Regions from separate parts of the Rattus norvegicus genome. Here all the other regions are linked to region 2. A link is a contact called in public Hi-C data. All regions are on one chromosome and are shown on one strand. Each heading gives the region's core, a stretch centred on a gene start, on an enhancer-like site or on the middle of the called end of the contact. The rest is flanking DNA. Distances are from core to core; before and after follow the strand shown.

Region 1 (2,700 bases), core at 145-2,644, 140 kb before region 2:
ATTGTGGCTTAAAGGTCTACTGCTTTAATTTCACCCTGGATTCAGCCTGTTCGTCCCACTCCTTTCTTTTCAACCTTTGAAGGTCTTTCTTATTTACTCAGCAGATCAACCTCACTGTCCCTTAACTTCAGACTGCCCGCCACCTTTTGCAGTCTTTTAGCTGCCTGCTTGCTGTATCTGTCACCCTGAAAGCGCTCCACCTCTGGGACCTTAAGTGTTGAGAGTTTACTCATGTTATTCATGGAAGTTAGTGGGAAGTCTGCAGTTGAACGTGAGGTGACTTCTCTCAATGCCACGTGGAGCTGTCACTGACTTCCACCTCAGAGACACACAAGCAGGGGAGCCACGTGTAACTTGTGAGAACTTTCCTCACAGAAATTCATTACTTCTTCTCATCTGCTCTGTGGAGTAATGCAGCGGTGAACCAGAGGCCTCTGCATAATGGGGGGGAGGGGGCGCAGCCACAAAGGCAGCTCCTCCTGGAGGACCTAATTGAAGACTGCAGGAGAGACCAAGGATTGCTGATGCAGACGATGCCAGCCAATCAGGAACGGCTTTTTGGAAGAGTTTCTTACTGAGGACCAATGGTGCATGGGTGGAGGGTATTAACCAAGCTAGTAGCAGCGTTCCCACGAGCTTGCTGCAGGTTCTCTCCTGCTCCCAGTCTGCCCAGTTGATTCTGCGCCACCTCACCTCCAACCCCCAAAAGGAAGTAGTGTTGGGCAGCGAGTGGTCCAGGGGACAGGCAGCAGGGAGACCCGAGCTAAAGCTCTCCGGTTGAGTCTGACAGCTATAGTATAAAATGAACTCGGGTTCCTACGCTCAAAAAGCTCCTTAGCAGCCCAGCAAACTCAAGTTTCTACAGGGAAGATATTCGCTGTGCTGAAGACTCAGTGGATCTTTGGATTTCTGCCCCTTCCGGCCAATCTCAACCCCAATAGTTACCCTCTGCTGTGCTGAGTTTCCTTCCCCATTATTTGTGAGTCCCTGTCCTTGGACCTCAAGTCTGATCCTTCCAGATTTTCTCTGGGTACGGTTTCCCTCTTTACCCAGCCTCCAGAGGCCCTGTCACAGGCATCATGAAGTGACTCAGAGCTCCCCATCGTGCCCAGATTCTGCTTTGCTGTCCTGCCCTGTGCCTGTGTGCAGAGGAGCGGTTGCAGATGGGTCCCCTGGGGAGGCATTACTTCTGTGTCTGCCACAGCCACAGCCAGAGGACCAATTTGCCAGGACTGCTGACTGCAGAACGAGCTGTGAAAGCAAGCAGAGCCCGAGGCCTGAGGAAGGGGCTGCAGCTGTGAACAGAGCCCTGCAGAGTCCAGGAAGGGCGGCTCGCTTGCTGGACAAAGAGGCCGGTGGACAAAGATCTTTTAGCGATTGCGTTAGCAGGAGGATGGATGAGTCAGAGCTGATAGCGAAGGCAGAGGCATTACAGAGGAAGCAGTGAACTCCTGGGCTCTGTCTGCCCCATTACACCAACCAGGAGGCAGTACCTCCTCCCTAGGGAGCAGTGAGCATGTGTGTCAATCACTTATCGATTTTGTATGGATGCTGCGTCCAGGATTCTTTAATTTCAATAGAACCCCCACAAATACCCAGAGATGGTCATGGTAAAGTTCAGAGCAAAAGAGCCAACGACAGAAAGAATTAGTGAGGAGGGCAGGCCTGTGAGAGTCAAGCTGTCATCCCAGAGTGAGCCAAACTAGCGAACAAACATCCCTGAGAAAATGTCATCTTCCTGGCTTTACCTTTTGTGTTTTCTGTCACTCTGAGAGATAACAAGGGGGAACTTGAGCCTTTTCTCTCCAGATTGTTTCTGAGACAGAAACATGGTCATCCCTGTGTCCTCTAGGCTAGAGTATGATATATGGTTAGTAGGTCGATTGGCTAAATGAAAGAGTCTTGGCCACAGACTTTACACTGAACACCTTACACCAGCTCCAGGATAGAGTTAAAAGGGGTGGATGAAGAATGGAGACTGTGCAGTGGGCGCAAGACTCACAGGAAGAGTCGGTGGCTGTGTGGTCAGAAGTTGGAAGGGACGCGAATTATTGTTGAATGCCGACGAATTGTGTCTTCCCTAACAGGATGTTACTAGAGGCTCCCACGGGCTGTGCTTGTGGCTCAGTCTCTTACACTAAGTACATAGGAGACAGAGCATATGAAGTTGGTGATACGACTCCTTCCTGGGTGTTGTGGGAAACATTAAAAAATGTGGGGGAACCTTTTATCTCGCGCTATTGCTGGCACCTGTGGGGCCACGTGGCACTGCAGGGTATTTTTGTCTCAGTAGCTCCACGTTGCCCCCAAGTACTCTTTGACCCAGGCATCCACGAGCTGTTCTAGCATGTTACCTTGCCATGCTGGTCCCTTGAGTCAGTTCTGGCACTGCTGGGCCATATGGAACTAACCATAATTTATCTCTGGTTCGTATCTCTCCTGGTGGCTGTCTTCTAGCTGCAAACTCTCTGGTTCCAGCGACCTGGTAAAATCAGGGCTCTAGAAGTCCAGCATGGGGCTGGCCTCCTGTGGCTCCCTGACACAGACTCTGCTCAACCCCCATCAACCGCCCTCTGGTAATTAAAGGGTAAACTTCCAACTACCCGGTGACATCATGACTCAGTAAACTGTAACCCAACAATCAGATTTATATGTTAAATTCTCAATCCGGAAGACATACACACAATAAATTCACAACCA
Region 2 (2,700 bases), core at 48-2,547:
GCTCCGGTGGCGCTCGGCCCCCAACATCCTCCTGAGAACCGGGTCCCGGAGACCCTGAGGGGGTCCCGCCTGGGCTGCTTCGGCCCCCGAGACAGGCACCGGCGACAGGGGGCGCCGCGAGCAGCGTAGGGGGTTCGGGGCTGCCCGGCGGCGGCCCGCGGGAGCCGGAGCTCGGCGTGGGTGCTCCGCGTAGGGGTTCCCGGTCACTGGAGCCGGTGCCCGACTCGGCGTCGCTGCTGGCGGCGGGGAGCAGGCGCTGCTCATCAGACAAGGGTTCGGAGGCGCAGTCGGAGAGATCCGAGCTGCTGTCCGTGTGGCTGATACGGGTGCCGGCCACCGAGGTCACAGAGAGGGTCACAGCGGGGACCCGGGCGGCTGGAGCGGGGGGCACGACGGCGCGAGCTGGAGGCGTCCCGGGGCCGCGCTTGGCTTTGCGACCCTTCGAGAGGGCAGGCGGCGGCTCGGCCCCAGCCGGCCTCCCGACCCGGGACAGTGGCTCCGCGGGCCCCGCGCGCGTCGCCCTCCTGGTCCCCGGGGCGGCCTTGGCGCCACCCGCCGACCTGGCTCCGGCGCCCGGCGGCGGCTTGTCCTTCGCGCCGGGGACTACGCCGCTGCGTCGGGAGAGGCGACCCGGCGCGGCCGGGGACCCGGGCGACGGCGGCGCCTTCCCGGTAAGGCTGGGCGAGCGAGGAGCGGCGGGAGTCGGGGCACGGCCCGCAGAGGGGGTGGCCGTGGCGGGTCGCGTGTGTAGATCCTTGAGGAAGGGTCTGGCGGGCGAGGGTGCGCGGTGCAGCCTCCTCCTCTCGGCCAGCGGGTGCAGATGGTGGTGGCGGTGATGCTGGCCGGCTGGCTGCGGCTTGGGGTCCGGGGCGCCGCCGCCCGCAGGGCCGTTCAGCGTCTCCATGGCCCGGGCGGCGGCCGCGATCCGCAGCTCAGGCAGCAGATGCTCCGGGCGGCGGCGGCGGCGTGCAGCCTCCCCGCGCGCCCGGTCATCACTGACCCCCTGCCCCGCCCGGCGTGCGCCCCGCGCTCCCGCCGTCCCCTCCCCCGCACTCAGACGACCCAAGGGAGTGTGTCCCCTCGCTCAGGTCAATGGCGCTCGGGTCCTCCTGGCACAGCCGCCGCGGCCGCTCGCATCCCCTGCACCGAGCGTTCAGAGCTCTGAGGCGGCTGCCACGGCCTCGCACAAAAACACTTGTCTGGCGGCGCGCGCTGGGCTCCCGCGTTCCGCTCCCCGCCCACTGCCAGTCCACCGGGATCGGCAGCCACGGCTTCTGCCCGGCGGCTCTGGCGGAGAGAAGCTGCTGCACGCGCGTCCCCCTCCGTCCGGGGCTCGGCGCTCACGCCCCGCCTCCTGCCAGCGGGCCGGGGAGGGGGCGGGGCTGGCAGGAGGGCGGGGCTGCAGCTCCGGGGACGCAGTGCCCACGCGCCCACGCGGCCGAGGACCACTCTCTCCCTTCGGATGTACTGGGGCTACCACCCCAACCGGCTAGGAAGGGAAGAAGCTGGGGTGGAGGGAGGGAAGAGAGCCGGCATCAGCCACTTGGGGACACTGCAGGTGCAGGCCGCGTAGAGGGCCCCTCTGCAGGGGGTGCCAGCCTTCTCTCTCGGTTCCGCCCAACCCCCTCTATCTGACTCCTGCCTCCCCTCTTCAGTTCGCTCCCCTCCGCTCTCCCAGAGTTTCTTTAAGGATCTCTGGTACCGGATGCAGCGTCAAGACCGACACAGCACTCCACAGTTGGCACCCCCAGTGGCCTGGGCAGCTCCGAGAGGGAGGAGCCGCTGTAGAAATAGGAGAAGCAGCTCGCCAAGCTCGGGGTCTGAAAGGGAGCTCACATTTATAGTCCCGGCAGCCTCGCGCCAGGCGCTGCTGCCACGCGCTCTATCCTCTTGGTAACAGTCCCGAATTGGAAATCCTCTCTTCAGGATGAGACGCGGGCACGAGGAAAGGAAGCCGCTTGTCTGAACCCCATGGCTGGGCAGGGATTCAAACCTAGGTCCTCTGCAGAAATCTCAGCTGTACTCGTTGATCTGAGATGTCCAAGGAGCCTGAGTAGGGGTTCCGCTCCGTGGCCAAAACACTTGTGCTTTTGAGTCTCGGATGCCCTCCTCACCTGTAGAGTCAGAGAAAACCGATTCTTGATGGATTCCGATTAACTGAGCAAAGAGCAGGACTCACCCGTCGACTGTCAAGTGCTTTTGACAGATGCTGCGTGTGGCTTAGGTCCCAGGCTTTGGATGTTGGGCAATAAGTGCCCCGGGGACAAGTTTAGTTGTTCTCCGTCTATCTTCAGCATTTGGAGAAGCAAGAGTGGACAAGAAGAAGGTGCCAACGGGGGAATCCTGTATTTTTCCTGAAAGAAGCTGGTTTTGTAGAGAGACCAGTTCACAGCACAGTGTAGGTGGGGCAGGGCTTAGACCTGGGGAGTGAAGGATTCTGATCGGTCCTTTTTTTTAAAGATTTATTTATTTTTATTTATATGAGTACACAGTTCCTGTCTTCAGACACCAGAAGAATGCACGGAATCCCATTACAGATGGTTGTGAGCCACCATGTGGTTGCTGGGAATTGAACTCAGGACCTCTGGAAGAGCAGTCAGTGCTCTCAACCGCTGAGCCATCTCTCCAGCCCCTGAGTGATCTTATTCGCTAAGAAAGATCCCAGAGCCGCGGGATGCGGCAGAGGGCATGGTGGGGATG
Region 3 (2,700 bases), core at 132-2,631, 210 kb before region 2:
ACACATGCATGTGCACATGCATATAAAAACCAGAGACCTTTCTTAATTACTCTTTGCTCTGTTTGCTGAGGCATGGATCTCTCACGGATCCTAGAACTCGTGGACTTGGCTAGTTAAGCCTATCAGCTTGCCCACCTCACCAGTGCTGAGATCACAGGCGTAGGGGCTCACCTGCCTGGCTTTAATGAGTGTTGAGGACCTAACCGTCAGGCTTCGTGCTTGTTCAGCAAGTGCTTTATCCACCGGTCTCTGGACACGGCCCAACCCTTCAGCCTTTTCTTACCTTCTCTTTAAAGTTAGCAGGACTCATGCTATTGAGACAACTATTGAGACAAGAGGCCAAAAAAGTATAAAGCAAACTTCCCCACTTTCCAACCACCAGACCCTAACTGCTTGGAGCCTGACCCAGGGACTTGCGGTGCCTCATATAATTAGATCCTAGCTCCCGACGCCTAGTGCCTCAGCGAGGAAGAGTGGGAGTGAGCATTACCTAACCAGATCGCCAGCTACCCATCTTTCCCCTTTTCAAACGAGAGCCCCACTCAAATGGCCTGAGGTAAGGTCCAGAGGCGAAGCCAGGAAACATCCCCTAAATATCATAAAGGGACTCCACTTTCTCTCGAGTACGATTTTCTCTCCTGAGAATTCACTGCCTGTTTCTACCACGTCTGTTCCTCATTAAAACTTCTCCATCAAAGTCACCTTGAGCTTGCTCTTTCGGACACCCCCAGAACTTTTGGGTGAGCGAAGCTCGCCCATGTCCAGCACGTCTCAGCCCTGGTCTGCTTCCTTGGCTCTGGTTGTCTGGGTTACGTTGCAAAGGCTGTCTGTCTCTGCTCTAGCCGTGTGACCTCGGGTGACTTCACAGAGAATCCACCAGCTCAAACAGGGATAATAATAGAGCTTTCTGCAGACATTTGAGGATTCAGCAAGGGAGTCTGCATAGGCACTGGATCAGGAGCCTGGCACCGAGCAGGCATTTGAAAATGTTGGGGGTCAAAAAGAAATAGCCATCAAACACTCAAGCGTCCCCAGAATTCGTGGTTGGGTTTGGAACACTGACAGTCTAGAGAGTGTGTCACACTCAGCAGCCATCTGCTGAGTCATTTTGGAGACGGAGCGGGGTGACCCGCCTCACCCTGGAGCACTGGGCAGTGTTAAGATCTGTAAACGTCAGTCAGAGTTAAAGATAGTTTTATTGTAAGCTCTCTAGATATTATTTTTCTAAAAGGAAACAAATCGTGGTGGTGGGTGGGGGGTAGGGTGATTTGGCTCCCTAATTGACACCCATTGAACTGTCCCTGGCTACCCTGACTCCCTTCAGACTTGGGGTAAACTATGATCTAAACCATCTTTATGCCAGTGCCAGGCATCCTGCCACCCCATGGTCAGTTTGTCTTCTTCCTTTAAGGATTTCCCCATCTCTTTCCACAGGAAACCACAACCATGAACCCCAGGACCTTTTCTGAGTTTGGGGAATCCCTCTAATGAATTTTGGAATCTGGATTATTCTTGGGGAACCAAGGGTCTGTTGCTCTGCGATACCGAATAAAGGCCCGGCTCTGGTCCGTGCCAGTTGTGGGGAGCATCTATCTCCTCATTTAGCAGGGGCCCCTTCCTCCCTTCTATGGCTTGGCTCCAAGGTCAGGACAGGAACAGAGAAGCAACCCTGGTGGAGTGACTTTTCCCCAGGGTAGAGAGCTGGGGCAGACAGGAAGCCTGCTTTTCCCCTGGACCATTTGGTTTTCTTTAGGAAGTGAATTGAATTGAATCTGGAGGGCATCCCGATCTGAGTGTTGGAAGGTCCAGAGCTTGAAGGCAGAACAAGAGAAGAAGCTGAGAATTTCTGGCGAGTTTGTAAACTAGCCTTGCCACAGCCTCGAAGGTTCCAATTCAGACACATTCAACCAGAGCATTCCACTTTTGTTATTATATTTTATTTATCCATTGTTTGGTTCTTTTATTTGGGAGGGAGTCATATAACCATGTGTCTTAGTTAGGGTTTTACTGCTGTGAACAGACACCATGACCAAGACAAAAGACAACTCTTTTTTTTTTTTTTTTTTTCGGAGCTGGGGACCGAACCCAGGGCCTTGCACTTGCTAGGCAAGCGCTCTACCCTGAGCTAAATCCCCAACCCAAGACAACTCTCATAAGGACAACATTTAATTGGGGCTGGCTTACAGGTTCAGAGGTTCAGTCCACTATCATCAAGGTGGGAACATGGCAGCATCCAGGCAGGCCTGGTGCAGGAGGAGCTGAGGGTTCTACATCTTCATCTGAAGGCTGCAAGCAGAATACTGACTTCCAGGAAGCTCAGATGAGGGTCTTAAAGCCCACTCAGAGTGACACACCCACTCCAACAAGGCCACACCCACTCCAACAAGGCCACACCTCCTAATAGTGCCACTCCCTGAGTATATACAAACCATCACACCACGGGTGATACTGAATTCCTCATCTTCCAGCCTCTACCTCCCAGATGCTGGGATTACAGATGTGAGCCGCTACACCCAGCCTATTTCTGTTTGTTTTGTTTTTAAACAAGTTTCTTCTCTGGGAAAACATAGTTCTCCTGTTTATTGTCATTCCCTTTAAAAGATACAGTCTTCCCAACTGCCCGTTTTTTAGTGTGACTCCAGTGCCCTGGGAAGATGCCCTGTGGGGTGTAAACCATGCCAGGAAGTTTGGTAAGGTAGA

The links. Hi-C and Micro-C count contacts between places; a contact is called where the count stands out from the background.
Region 1: a contact with region 2 is called in a Hi-C map of the Rat2 cell line, with 3 times the contacts expected there. The contact joins the enhancer-like site here to the promoter of Mtcl1 in region 2. A contact is called at or near these places in 3 of 12 Hi-C or Micro-C datasets (the Rat2 cell line, kidney and liver).
Region 3: a Hi-C map of hepatocytes shows a contact between it and region 2, with 2.2 times the contacts expected there. The contact joins the enhancer-like site here to the promoter of Mtcl1 in region 2. A contact is called at or near these places in 7 of 12 Hi-C or Micro-C datasets (the A7r5 cell line, Schwann cells, frontal cortex and 4 more).

Annotation. Positions count from the first base shown.
Region 1 is chr9:113,749,472-113,752,171 of GRCr8, forward strand. It overlaps a transcript of Mtcl1 not described here. Among named protein-coding and RNA genes, the nearest start is that of Mtcl1, 140 kb to the right of the region's middle. Within about 2 kb of position 1,395, at least 17 of the 93 cell types and tissues checked have an H3K27ac peak or open chromatin away from gene starts, as enhancers often do.
Region 2 is chr9:113,886,801-113,889,500 of GRCr8, forward strand. It overlaps Mtcl1 (microtubule crosslinking factor 1), which reads right to left and starts at 1,298. Exons shown (of 14, transcript NM_001427344.1): 1 at 1-1,298. The coding sequence starts at 904.
Region 3 is chr9:113,680,085-113,682,784 of GRCr8, forward strand. No RefSeq gene overlaps it. Among named protein-coding and RNA genes, the nearest start is that of Smokl9, 110 kb to the left of the region's middle. Within about 2 kb of position 1,382, at least 13 of the 93 cell types and tissues checked have an H3K27ac peak or open chromatin away from gene starts, as enhancers often do. A contact at or near this core is called in the A7r5 cell line, where this site is marked.